Linked DNA regions of Oryctolagus cuniculus: region 1 is linked to region 2. The links are chromatin contacts, called in public Hi-C maps. All regions are on one chromosome and are shown on one strand. Each heading gives the region's core, a stretch centred on a gene start, on an enhancer-like site or on the middle of the called end of the contact. The rest is flanking DNA. Distances are from core to core; before and after follow the strand shown. Region 1 holds the start of SOX9 (SRY-box transcription factor 9). Region 2 overlaps LOC103351609 (a long non-coding RNA gene).

The links. A called contact is a pair of places that touch in the nucleus more often than the background predicts.
Region 1: a Hi-C map of skin fibroblasts shows a contact between it and region 2, with 4 times the contacts expected there. The contact joins the promoter of SOX9 here to the enhancer-like site in region 2. A contact is called at or near these places in 2 of 6 Hi-C or Micro-C datasets (ear pinna and skin fibroblasts).

What each region holds. Positions count from the first base shown.
Region 1 is chr17:7,734,661-7,739,778 of mOryCun1.1, forward strand. SOX9 (SRY-box transcription factor 9) reads right to left here and starts at 3,656. Exons shown (of 3, transcript XM_051825911.2): 1 at 2,829-3,656; 2 at 1,771-2,024; 3 at 1-1,270. The coding sequence starts at 3,259. The coding sequence ends at 414. It overlaps LOC103351608 (a long non-coding RNA gene), which reads left to right and starts at 3,802. Exons shown (of 5, transcript XR_011383266.1): 1 at 3,802-3,901.
Region 2 is chr17:7,402,767-7,407,807 of mOryCun1.1, forward strand. All of the region lies in intron 1 of LOC103351609 (a long non-coding RNA gene), which reads left to right. Among named protein-coding and RNA genes, the nearest start is that of SOX9, 330 kb to the right of the region's middle. Within about 2 kb of position 2,010, at least 1 of the 8 cell types and tissues checked has an H3K27ac peak or open chromatin away from gene starts, as enhancers often do. A contact at or near this core is called in ear pinna, where this site is marked.

The DNA.
Region 1 (5,118 bases), core at 2,406-4,905, 330 kb after region 2:
GGACTTTTTTTTCTTTAATCACTGCTAAAAAATAATTACAAAGTCAAAAAAAAAAAAAAAAAACAGGCAGAGAGATTGAGCAAAGGGGTCACGCGTTTCTCCACCACGCTTCTTGCTCGCTTGCTCGGAAGGCGGCTGCGCGAATCCAGTCTCTCTTCCACTCCGCTCGCTGGTCCACCCAGCCCCGGGGTGGCCTGGCCACTGGACAGCTTACAAGGGTTTCTGTCTTGGAAGTTGGGTACCAGTTGCCTTCAGCTTCAATGTCTTTAAGGAATGAGAGAATGAGAGAGGTAAGAGAGGTGGGGAGGGTGGGGAACAAGCGGTCCAAAGGAAATGCTGGCTGGCTGGCTGGCTGTTTCTTCGGTCACTTTGAGGCTCTTCTGGGCCCACGGCGCCCAACGCACAAGGCCGTCTCAAGGTCTGGTGAGCTGTGTGTACACCGGCTGCTCCCAGTGCTGCGGGCTGTGGGTCTGCGGGATGGAAGGCACCCCGGAGGTGTCGGCGATGGGGGTGTACATGGGGCGCTGGGCGGGGCTCATGTAGGTGAAGGTGGAATAGAGGCTGGAGCCCTGGCTGGCCGCGTGGCTGTAGTAGGACCCCGAGTTCTGGTGCTCCGCGTAGTCGAACTGCGAGCGCGTGATGGGCGGGTACGAGGGGCTGTAGTGCGGGAGGTTGAAGGGGCTGTAGGCGATCTGCTGCGGCGAGTGCTGCGGCTCGCTGTAGTGGCTGGGGCTCAGCTGCTCCGTCTTGATGTGCGTTCGCTGCGCCTGGCCCGGCTCGCTGCTCAGCGTGGTCAGGGTGTGCGCCTGCTGCGGCTGCGGGGGCGCCGGCTGCGGCTGCGGGGGCGCCTGCTGCGGCTGCGGGGGCGCCTGCGGGGCCTGCGGGGGCGCCTGCGGGGGCGGCTGCTGCTGCGGGGGCGGCGGCGGCGGGGGCGCCTGCTGCTTGGACATCCACACGTGGCCCGCGCCCGCGGGGGTCGCGGCGGCGCTGCTGATGCCGTAGCTGCCGGTGTAGGTGACCTGGCCGTGCGTGGCCGGCACCCCCGGGTGGCCATTGGGCGGCAGGTACTGGTCGAACTCGTTGACGTCGAAGGTCTCGATGTTGGAGATGACGTCGCTGCTCAGCTCGCCGATGTCCACGTCGCGGAAGTCGATGGGGGGCTGCCGGCCCCCCTCGGGCAGGGGGCGCCCCTCTCGCTTCAGGTCAGCCTTGCCCGGCTGCACGTCGGTCTTGGGAGTGGTGGGTGGGGTCGGCGGACCCTGGGATTGTCCTGCGCACACCGAGAGAGAAAAAAAGCACCGGAAAAATCAAGCAAGGCTGAGACAAGGTCCCGGTCTTGGGACCCCACCCCCCACCCCGATGCGCTCCCTCTTGGCCAGTTGATGGACGCGCCGCTGCACACCCGCAACCTCCTTCCATCAGGGGAGGGTCCCCGCCCCCTACGCCCACCAGGGTCCGGAAGTAGACCAAATTGCTACTTGTAGGAGAGCCTTGTGTGTGCTTTTGGGGGCGGGGGTCAGACAGAAGGAGGCATCATAGATCTCCTAAAAGCTGTAAAGGCATTTCACCTAGCAATAAAAACTTAGAAGTCTGAGTTGGCGGTGTGCGTGCACACACGCGCGCGCGCCCGCAGGGGGTTTGGGGGGGGGCCCTGGGCGAGGAGAGGGGCGAGACTTCGCGCCCGGGGCGGTGGCGCCTTCCCCAGTGCCCAGGCAGAGGCTCCCCGGCGAGAGCCTGGAGCTGAGCCAGGTGGGGCCCAGGCGCGCTCACCCGAGTGCTCGCCGGGGGAATGGACCTCGCTCATGCCGGACGAGGAGTGCGGCGAGTCGGCCTGCAGCGCCTTGAAGATGGCGTTGGGCGAGATGTGCGTCTGCTCCGTGGCCTCCTCGGCCTCCGCCTGCCCGTTCTTCACCGACTTCCTCCGCCGCGGCTGGTACTTGTAGTCCGGGTGGTCTTTCTTGTGCTGCACACGCAGCCGCTCCGCCTCCTCCACGAAGGGCCGCTTCTCGCTCTCGTTCAGCAGTCTGTGGGGGCCGGGTGGGGAGGGGGGCGCAGAGAGAAAGAGGGGAGGGGTCAGTGAAGCCCGCCGCCAAGCTGTCAGGCCGGCGGGGCCCAGGGGGTGACTCCGAGCGCTGGGCTCCCCGCGCGCAAGCCCCCATCTTCCTCGTCCCAGCCTCCGCTCATAACTTTACTTAAAAAAAAAAAAGGCTCAGTTCGGGTAGTGCGACCCGAGTGGCGGTCACTCCCCGCCCCGCCCCCTCCCCTTCCCCTAGTTTGGAAACCCTGGAGACGAAAACGGCAGCCCCACTGCAGCGGCTCTAAACGCCTTTGCTACTGCATGTAGCCCCCTGCGCGTCCCAACACCCTTTGCAAACTTTCCAAAGGCCTCCCCGAGGCCTCATCTGTGTCCAGTAGCCTCCACCCCCTGCCTTCCCCGTCCCTGCCAGGGGTCTTCTCCTGCACCCCCTCCCCCCTACAACCCCAACTCCGTGGATGTGGGGTGCCCGAGGGCACGAAACTCCCCCGCGCCGCCCTGGGGTCTCCTAGCAGGCCGCTCCCGCCCTCCGGCTATCTCCCCCCCCCACCTCTTCCACTGGCCACCCCCTCCCCGCGCCGCCCCCGAGGGCACTCCAAGAAGTTGGTCGGACTCCGAGCCAAAGTTTCTCCTCGCCCGCCGCACACCAATCCCTCCTCCCTGCGCCCGCCTCCTCCGCCTCGGCCGCTCCCCGCACCGCAACTCCCGGACCGCTGGAAGGCGGGGCGAGCAGAGGTGGCCTCGGCCAGCGCCCCCCACCCCCGACCCCGCGCCGCCCCCCGCCGGGCCCTACCTCCAGAGCTTCCCGAGGGTCTTGCTGAGCTCGGCGTTGTGCAGGTGCGGGTACTGGTCGGCCAGCTTCCTGCGCGCCGCCTGCGCCCACACCATGAAGGCGTTCATGGGCCGCTTGACGTGGGGCTTGTTCTTGCTGGAGCCGTTGACGCGCACGGGCATGGGCACCAGCGTCCAGTCGTAGCCCTTGAGCACCTGGCTGACCGCCTCGCGGATGCACACGGGGAACTTGTCCTCTTCGCTCTCCTTCTTGAGGTCCGGCTCGCCCTTGGGGAACGTGTTCTCCTGGGGCCGTGTATTCTCGGTGTCGGAGCCGGAGCCCGACGGGCAGGGCGAGCCCGCCGAGTCCTCGGACATGGTGGGGCTGGGGGCGCCGGACAGGCCCTTCTCCTGCTCGTCGGTCATCTTCATGAAGGGGTCCAGGAGATTCATACGCGGGCCCGGGGCAGGGGGCGGGTGGCCGGGAAAGGCGAGAAGCCGCGGCGGCTCGGGGACTCGAGGCGCGGGCTCCTCTCCCTTCGGCTGCCCGGACGCGGAGCGAGCGGCTCCCGGGGAGGCTGGCGCGTCTCCCGGCTGCGGCGGCGAGCACCGGGGGAGGCGCGGGGTGACCAGTCCGCGGCTGCCCGCTCCAAAGTCGGGGCGGGGGAAGTGAGGCGAGCTGGAGGGGAGGAGGAGGAGAGGAAGAGAGCGCAAAAGCGGGGGCGCTTGCACCCCTTCTCTTCTCCTCCTACAAAGAAAAAGCTCCCGGGGTGAACTTGGCAAGTCGCTGCGCCGCCGAAGTTGCCAGTCGGTTTCGAGCTCCGCTCTCTGCTCTCCAACTCCCAGCCCGGGGTCGCTTTAATAAATACACCCACTCACCTTAGGGACGCCCGGCCAATCACAGCGCGGCAGTCTCGGGGTTGGCAGGCAGCTGATTGGGCCGGGGTATAGGGGAGGAGAAGGATGGTGGTACTGGGCTGGGTGACGAGACGGGAGGGGAGGGGAAGGGAGCGCAGCCCAAGGGTGGATGGTGGTGGTGGGGGGTGGTGGTGGGGGTGCCGCGGGGAAGGCGGGGGACCCGGGACGTCCAAGTGTGTAAGTTTGCCGCACTCTCGGAATGTCAGCATGTCGGGGGCCTTTCTCCGCGCGGGTAGTTTGCGCGTGTGTGCCTGTGCGCGCGCGTGTGTCTAGACTAGGAGCCACGGCCCGCTCACCCCTGATAACTCCCTTCCCCTTGTTCTCTCTGCGGTCCGGAGGACTTCACCGGAGTTCGCAGTGTTCGAAAAGCAGTCGCTCCTTCCTGCGCAGCCGGGTTTGCGCGCCTGGAGCCTGCCTGCCCGCCTCCAAAAGTGCTTAGAAATGGTCTTGGGAAGCAAATGTTTTGGTGACTCAACGCCCGCTGTTCCTCGGTAATAATCCATATAAAGAGATTAACATGCTCCGCTTCGCCGGGGCCCGCGCGGCTGGGGGGGATTCTGCTGCGCCCCTGCACGGGGAATCAATGGAAACCGAAGCTACGTCCCCGCCAGGGCGGGAGGCGGCGGCGGCGGCGGCGGCCGGGACGCTGTAGCCTCGCGCTGCCGCGGCCTCTCCGAGCCACCCCCGACCTTGAACTCCTACAAGTCCTCCCAGGGACCCCTGGCCCCTCTCCCCGCCTAAGCTTCTGAGCCTTTGGGCGACTGTGTTGACGCTGCGCTCCTCACCGGCGCGGCCGAGTCAGAGGCGGCGGCGGCTGCAGCTGCTCCCGCAAACTTTGCCAACCGCGCTGGCTTTCGGAGACCGACTTTTGGGAGAGCGTCGGTCACGGGCTGGCTTTGTAAAAGGCCACACAGTTGGGCCCCGCGCGGACCACTCTTCCCCGGCCCGACTGCCCGCTCTCGCCCGTCTCTGCGGAGCACCTGGAGCGGCGAAGCGCCGGCGGCTGTGACCTTAGCTGGTCCCTTGCAGACCCGCGCGCGGCCGGGAGTTCTGGGGAGAGGGGGAGGCGTCTCTTATGCATTTCAGGTGTGATCTGTGTGCACACGCACCGCCTAAAGCCAGGCAGGTTGGATTAAGTGCAGACTTATCTGTTTTGAGATGGGGTGGGGTGGGGGAGTCTTGGTTGCCTGCGGGGTTCATGCTTGCAGGATCACACATACATGCACACAACCATGGAAAACTGTTAATTTTAAATTCACCCACCCCCATCTCTCCTTGACGCGCTTGCAAAAGTTCGCCTCGGATGAAATGCCTGTGATGGTGAATCGACCCGCCTCGCAGCAGATCTGGGTTTCCCCCCTTCTCTTCTAATCTGAGAGGTGCAGACACCATTG
Region 2 (5,041 bases), core at 760-3,259:
GGAAACGAGGCCGGCTGTTGGGATTGGAGTGACCGCTGGGTGCGTGCAGGTTCTTCTCCTGTGGGAGCTGAAGGGCCCCTCTGTAGAATGTCGGCTTATCTGGCACCTGCTTCTTGTTCCAGCTGTGTCACCTTGGACAAGTTACCTCCCCGCTCTGGGCCTCACTCGTGTTTAAGTTGAGCTGGTTGAAATACATTAGTTAGGGCCGGCGCTGCGGCTCACTAGGCTAATCCTCCGCCTTGCTGCGCCGGCACACCGGGTTCTAGTCCCGGTCGGGGTGCCGAATTCTGTCCTGGTTGCCCCTCTTCCAGGTCAGCTCTCTGCTGTGGCCAGGGAGTGCAGTGGACGATGGCCCAAGTCCTTGGGCCCTGCACCCCACGGGAGACCAGGATAAGTACCTGGCTCCTGCAATTGGATCAGCGCGGTGTGCCGGCTGCGGCGGCCATTGGAGGGTGAACCAACGGCAAAAAGGAAGACCTTTCTCTCTGTCTCTCTCTCTCACTGTCCACTCTGCCTGTCACAAAAAAAAAAAAAAAAAAAAAGTTAAAAAAAATGTTGCTACCTATGGAAACAAAATCTTACATGAATGTCCAATATGGTGTATTTGAACACAGCCATTGAAGGGAACTAGAGAGCGGCTGGGCGTGCCCGTGCCCTGGTGGGACACCTTTCTCCAGGACCCCGAGGGGGAGGACAGGTGTAAGTCCCTAAGCCAGACACTCCTTGAGGTCCCTCTCACTTCAAAAACAGCACGAGTCCCACCTGGGGCATGCAGCATTGTTAGCGGCAGAGTGTGTTTACGTGTTGTAGGCGTGAACCGCCTGGTGGTGCTTGGCGTGTCCGTGGGGCTGCGTATAGCACGGTGGACCTGTGACAGGGCCTTGCCTGGTGATGTCGTATCTGCGCTAGCTTGCGGGCACGGGGATGGAACTGTCTCACGGCGCTGTGTGATTGTGCTAGCTGATAAAGGTACGCTCAGCACCTAGCTCTTCTTCCAGGCCCAGAGGCACACAGGCCTCGCGTGGCGTGTCTGAGCTCTGGGTTGACAAATCTGTGAAACTTCCCCGGGAGACGTGGCAGGAGTGCTGGGGAGACACGGGCCTTTGTCAGAGAGGAATACAATTTTGAGGAGGCTTTGCAGGGTCACTGGCTCTCCAGGCGGAGCTGGGGGAGGGAAGGAAAGATGGCCTGGACAGGGCCTCCCAGGACTGGCCAGGGGAAGGCCATGTTAAAATGTGAGGTCAGGGGACGCGTGTCGTGGTGCAGCGGCTATAGCTGCCACTCGCAGTGCCGGCGTCTCATATCAGAGCACTGGTTTGAGTCCTGGCTGCCGCGCTTCCGATCCAGCTCCCTGCTGATGTGCCTGGGAAGACAGTGGAGGGTGGCCCAGGTACTTAGGCCCCTGCTACCCATGTGAGAGAGCTGGATGGAGTTATGGCTCCTGGCTTCGGCCTGGCCCAGCCTTTTCTCTTGCAGCCATTTAGGGAGTAAGCCAGTGGATGGAAGATCTCTATAGCTCTGTCTTTCCCATAAAAAAAATCTTTAAAAAATTGTGCTGTCTGGGTAGAGGACTTGGCCTGTTCAAACAAGGCCTGTTAACCCTGGCATCTCTCACCCTCGGATGGGCGACGTGGTCTGAGCCGGGCGCGGCAGGCAGCGCGGCTGGGGCCCGCAGGTGGGGTTGCCAGCCGAGGCTTTCTGTGTCTCGCTGCTAAGCAGAGAACGCACGCACCGTTCCGGGCTAATGACAGGGCACCGCAGGTAGGAACATGACCGAGCCCTCGGCTCCCACATGTGTGGTTGGGTAAAAGACAATCACAGATGTTCCTGGAATTCCCAAACCGGATACAAAATTGCTAGCAGGATGCAGAGAAAGAGGACCCAGCCAAGAGTTTCACATAATGAGAAGCTTGCCTCCCGCCTGGTCGGCCTCGCCAGCGCCGTGGCGGGTCGGGCCTCCTTCTTGCGAAGCCACGAGGATTAGAAAAGCCGCGTGCGTGTCTGCAGGGTGGAGGGAGGGCTGCTCCAGCAGACGGCTTTTCCTCGCTCTGCTCGGTTTATATCCAGGATCCGTGGCTTTCCACTGGGTGTGGCGGACCCGGCGGCAGCCAAGGGGTGTGCTCTTCTACCCAGATGGGCCGTGGTGCCCGGGATGGAAAAGAAATCGGGCAACGGGCCTAAAAGGAACTGAAAGCAGCCACCCAGTTCTCTTCCCCGGGGGCGGAGGGTGAGCGCTTTAAATGGAACTCTGTCTGGGTGGCAGCTGGAGGAAGACCTGGCCCTGAGGACACTTCTTGCATGTAGCCTGGACGGTAGAGTCTGGAAGTGCAGAAGCAGGGAGACACTGGGGAGACCAGGGCAGCCGGACGCCGAGGCCGCTTATGGGGCTTAGTACGCAGGGCAGACGCCTGCTTCTGGGCCAGCTCGCAGCAGAGCTGAGAAAAAAGAGCTGCCTGATGGAGGCTCCCGTCCCTGCCACTGGCCCCTTTATCGCACTGCGTCTGTGACCCAGCTTCCTGGGTGATGCTCGGTTTGTAAATTGCATCCATGCTCCTGCCTTGCCCAGATTCGAAACTCTCCAAGGAGGCTGTTTGAGCTGGGTTTCCCTTGAGTGACAGACATGTTGGAGGAGAACGTGGGTGTCGCACCCCCTGGGTGGTTTCTGTGAACGAATCCTGCACAGCCCCGGGAGTGGCGTCTGAGACCCCATCCGCTCGTCACCTTGCCTTCCCATGGCTCCGTGTCTCAGGGTGCTGCACGCGTGCACCCCTGCCTTTGTCCAGAGTCATAGTCCTCAAGTGCGGCCCTCACTGCCATTGCCGTCTTGTGAGGTCCAGCGTTCCCGTCTACAGGAATAGGGAAGAACCAGGAGGTGTTTACCCATCTCATGTGTGCAGAGGAGGAGAAGCAGTGTTCCATGTCAAGCCCTTTCATGGAACAAGTGCTCGATAAATGTTAGCTGTGGTGACCATGATTCTATTTCTTTTCATGAGGAAGCACTCTCAGAGGGCTTCCTTTGAAGCATTAGATTCTAGACCAAGGCCTGGCAAACTCACGGCCAGAACCATCCCGCGCCTGTTTGTACAGCTTGTGAGCTGAGAACCATTGTCACATGAAAGTTTTTTTTTTTTTTAATGAGATTTTGTGACATGTGGAGAAGAGGTGAAATTTAAATTTCGGTGTCCATCAATAAAGTTTTATTGGCGCTTGACCACGCCCCTTCATTTGCATATCGCCCAGGGCTGCCTGGAGGTTGGTTGTGATGGAGAGGGCCGAGCCATGCCCTGTCTGCCCCTTCTCAGAACCCATGTGTCTCTCCCTGTTCCAGGTGACTGTGAAGGAGGCACCCAGGACAAAAGTTGTTGGGCTTCCTGTTGGTTGGAACAGAGCCCACCACCCTGCAGCAAATAGTAAAGAGATGATGCAGATATCTTTGGCATTTTCAGAGAAGAGAAGGAAAGCGGAGACGGTCTGATTTGTTTAATCCTACAATGATGCTCATGCCGCCTTTTCGTCAAGAGACTCTGACCTCAGTAGGGCGGGCTGTGGGTGTTGCGGAGGGTACCTGTTCTAAAATTCCTTTAAATAATAAGGAACCTTCCAGACTGTTTGAATGGCATTGTGGGGAGGGGGTGCGGGAGGAGCCACATGAATGCCCACCCTCCGTCCCGCCTCCTTTGTCCCAGGCTGGGGCTGAGCAGGGGGCAGTACTTGGAAAGCTCATGTTCTACTTCAGCTGCTTTGTCGGTCTGCCTCGTTCCACCTTGTTCCAGAAAGGATTGACGGCAGCTGGGACCCCATGGAATGTCCAGAATCCCAGGTCTCGGAAGCAACAGAGCCTAGGGGCTGTGGTGGGGGTGAGCAGACTGGGTGTCACTGCTGGTTTAAGGAGCCCACCCTGGGGCAGGTGCTGTGGTGTAGCAGGTTAAACCACTGCCAGCTTCGTGGGCCTCACATAGGAGTCCCGGCTGCTCCACTTCTGATCCAGCTCCCTGCTGATGTGCCTGGGGAGACAACAGAGAATGGCCCAGGTGCAATGGGAGACCTGGTTGGAGTTCGCCTGGCCCAAACACAGCATTGCAGCCATTTGGAGAGTGACCCAGCAAATGGAAGATTCTCTCTCTCTCTCTCTCTCTCTCTCTCCTCACCCTCACCCTCACCCTCACCCTCACCTTCTGTCTCTCTAACTCTGCCTTGCAAATAAACAAAATGTTTTTTAAAAAAGCAAAAAAGAGAGGTCGCCTGGCAGCTGAGTTTATGTTTCTCAACAGAAGGAACACTGTTTTCTTTCTTTCATCTCTCTGCCCACTGTCCCCCCACCCCGGCTCCTGCTCCCAACTCCTTACAGAACAGACTGTATCTGCTCGGGTCTGATGGAGGTGGGAGGGCAGTGCTGGAGAGCAGGCTGCCCTTGGCACGCCCGAGCCTAGCGAAGCCCAGCAGCCGGAGGCTGAGTAATGGACGGAACCCGCAGACCCAGGGGTGACAGGGCTGAGAGCCCTGCGTATGAATCACCTCCAGCAGCTGCTCTTTGCCCCAGGGGAGCCACTCACACATTCCCCAGGGAGCCAGTGCCCGGGAGAGGCGACGTGGACGTCACAGGGAGTTTCACCACATGTGGCCTCAGACGAGCTTGTTCCCATGGGTGACACCCAAGCTTCTCAGGGTGAGAAACCCACGCCGAAGATGAGTCTGCTCGTGTGTATGTGTGTGTGTGTGCACATGCATGGATGCACATGTATGTGTGCACACACACGTGTGTGGGGAGGGCAAGAAACCCCAGCCAAAGAAGGCAGGGCTCAGAGTCTTCTGTGTGTGTGTGTGTACATATGTGCACCTGCAGGCCTGTGTCTCGTCCATTCTAGGGCCTTGCTGTTGGCTACAACTGCCTCTATGCCCCTCCTTCCCACCACCAAGGCAGGAGGTCGCCCTGTGGCGGGAGCCCCCCAGTCTGTAGCCATCATAACACCGTACCCGAAAGGTGCTCCCTCCACAGAATCCTGCCCTGAACCTACGGTTTCCATGAGACAGTTCCTGTGAG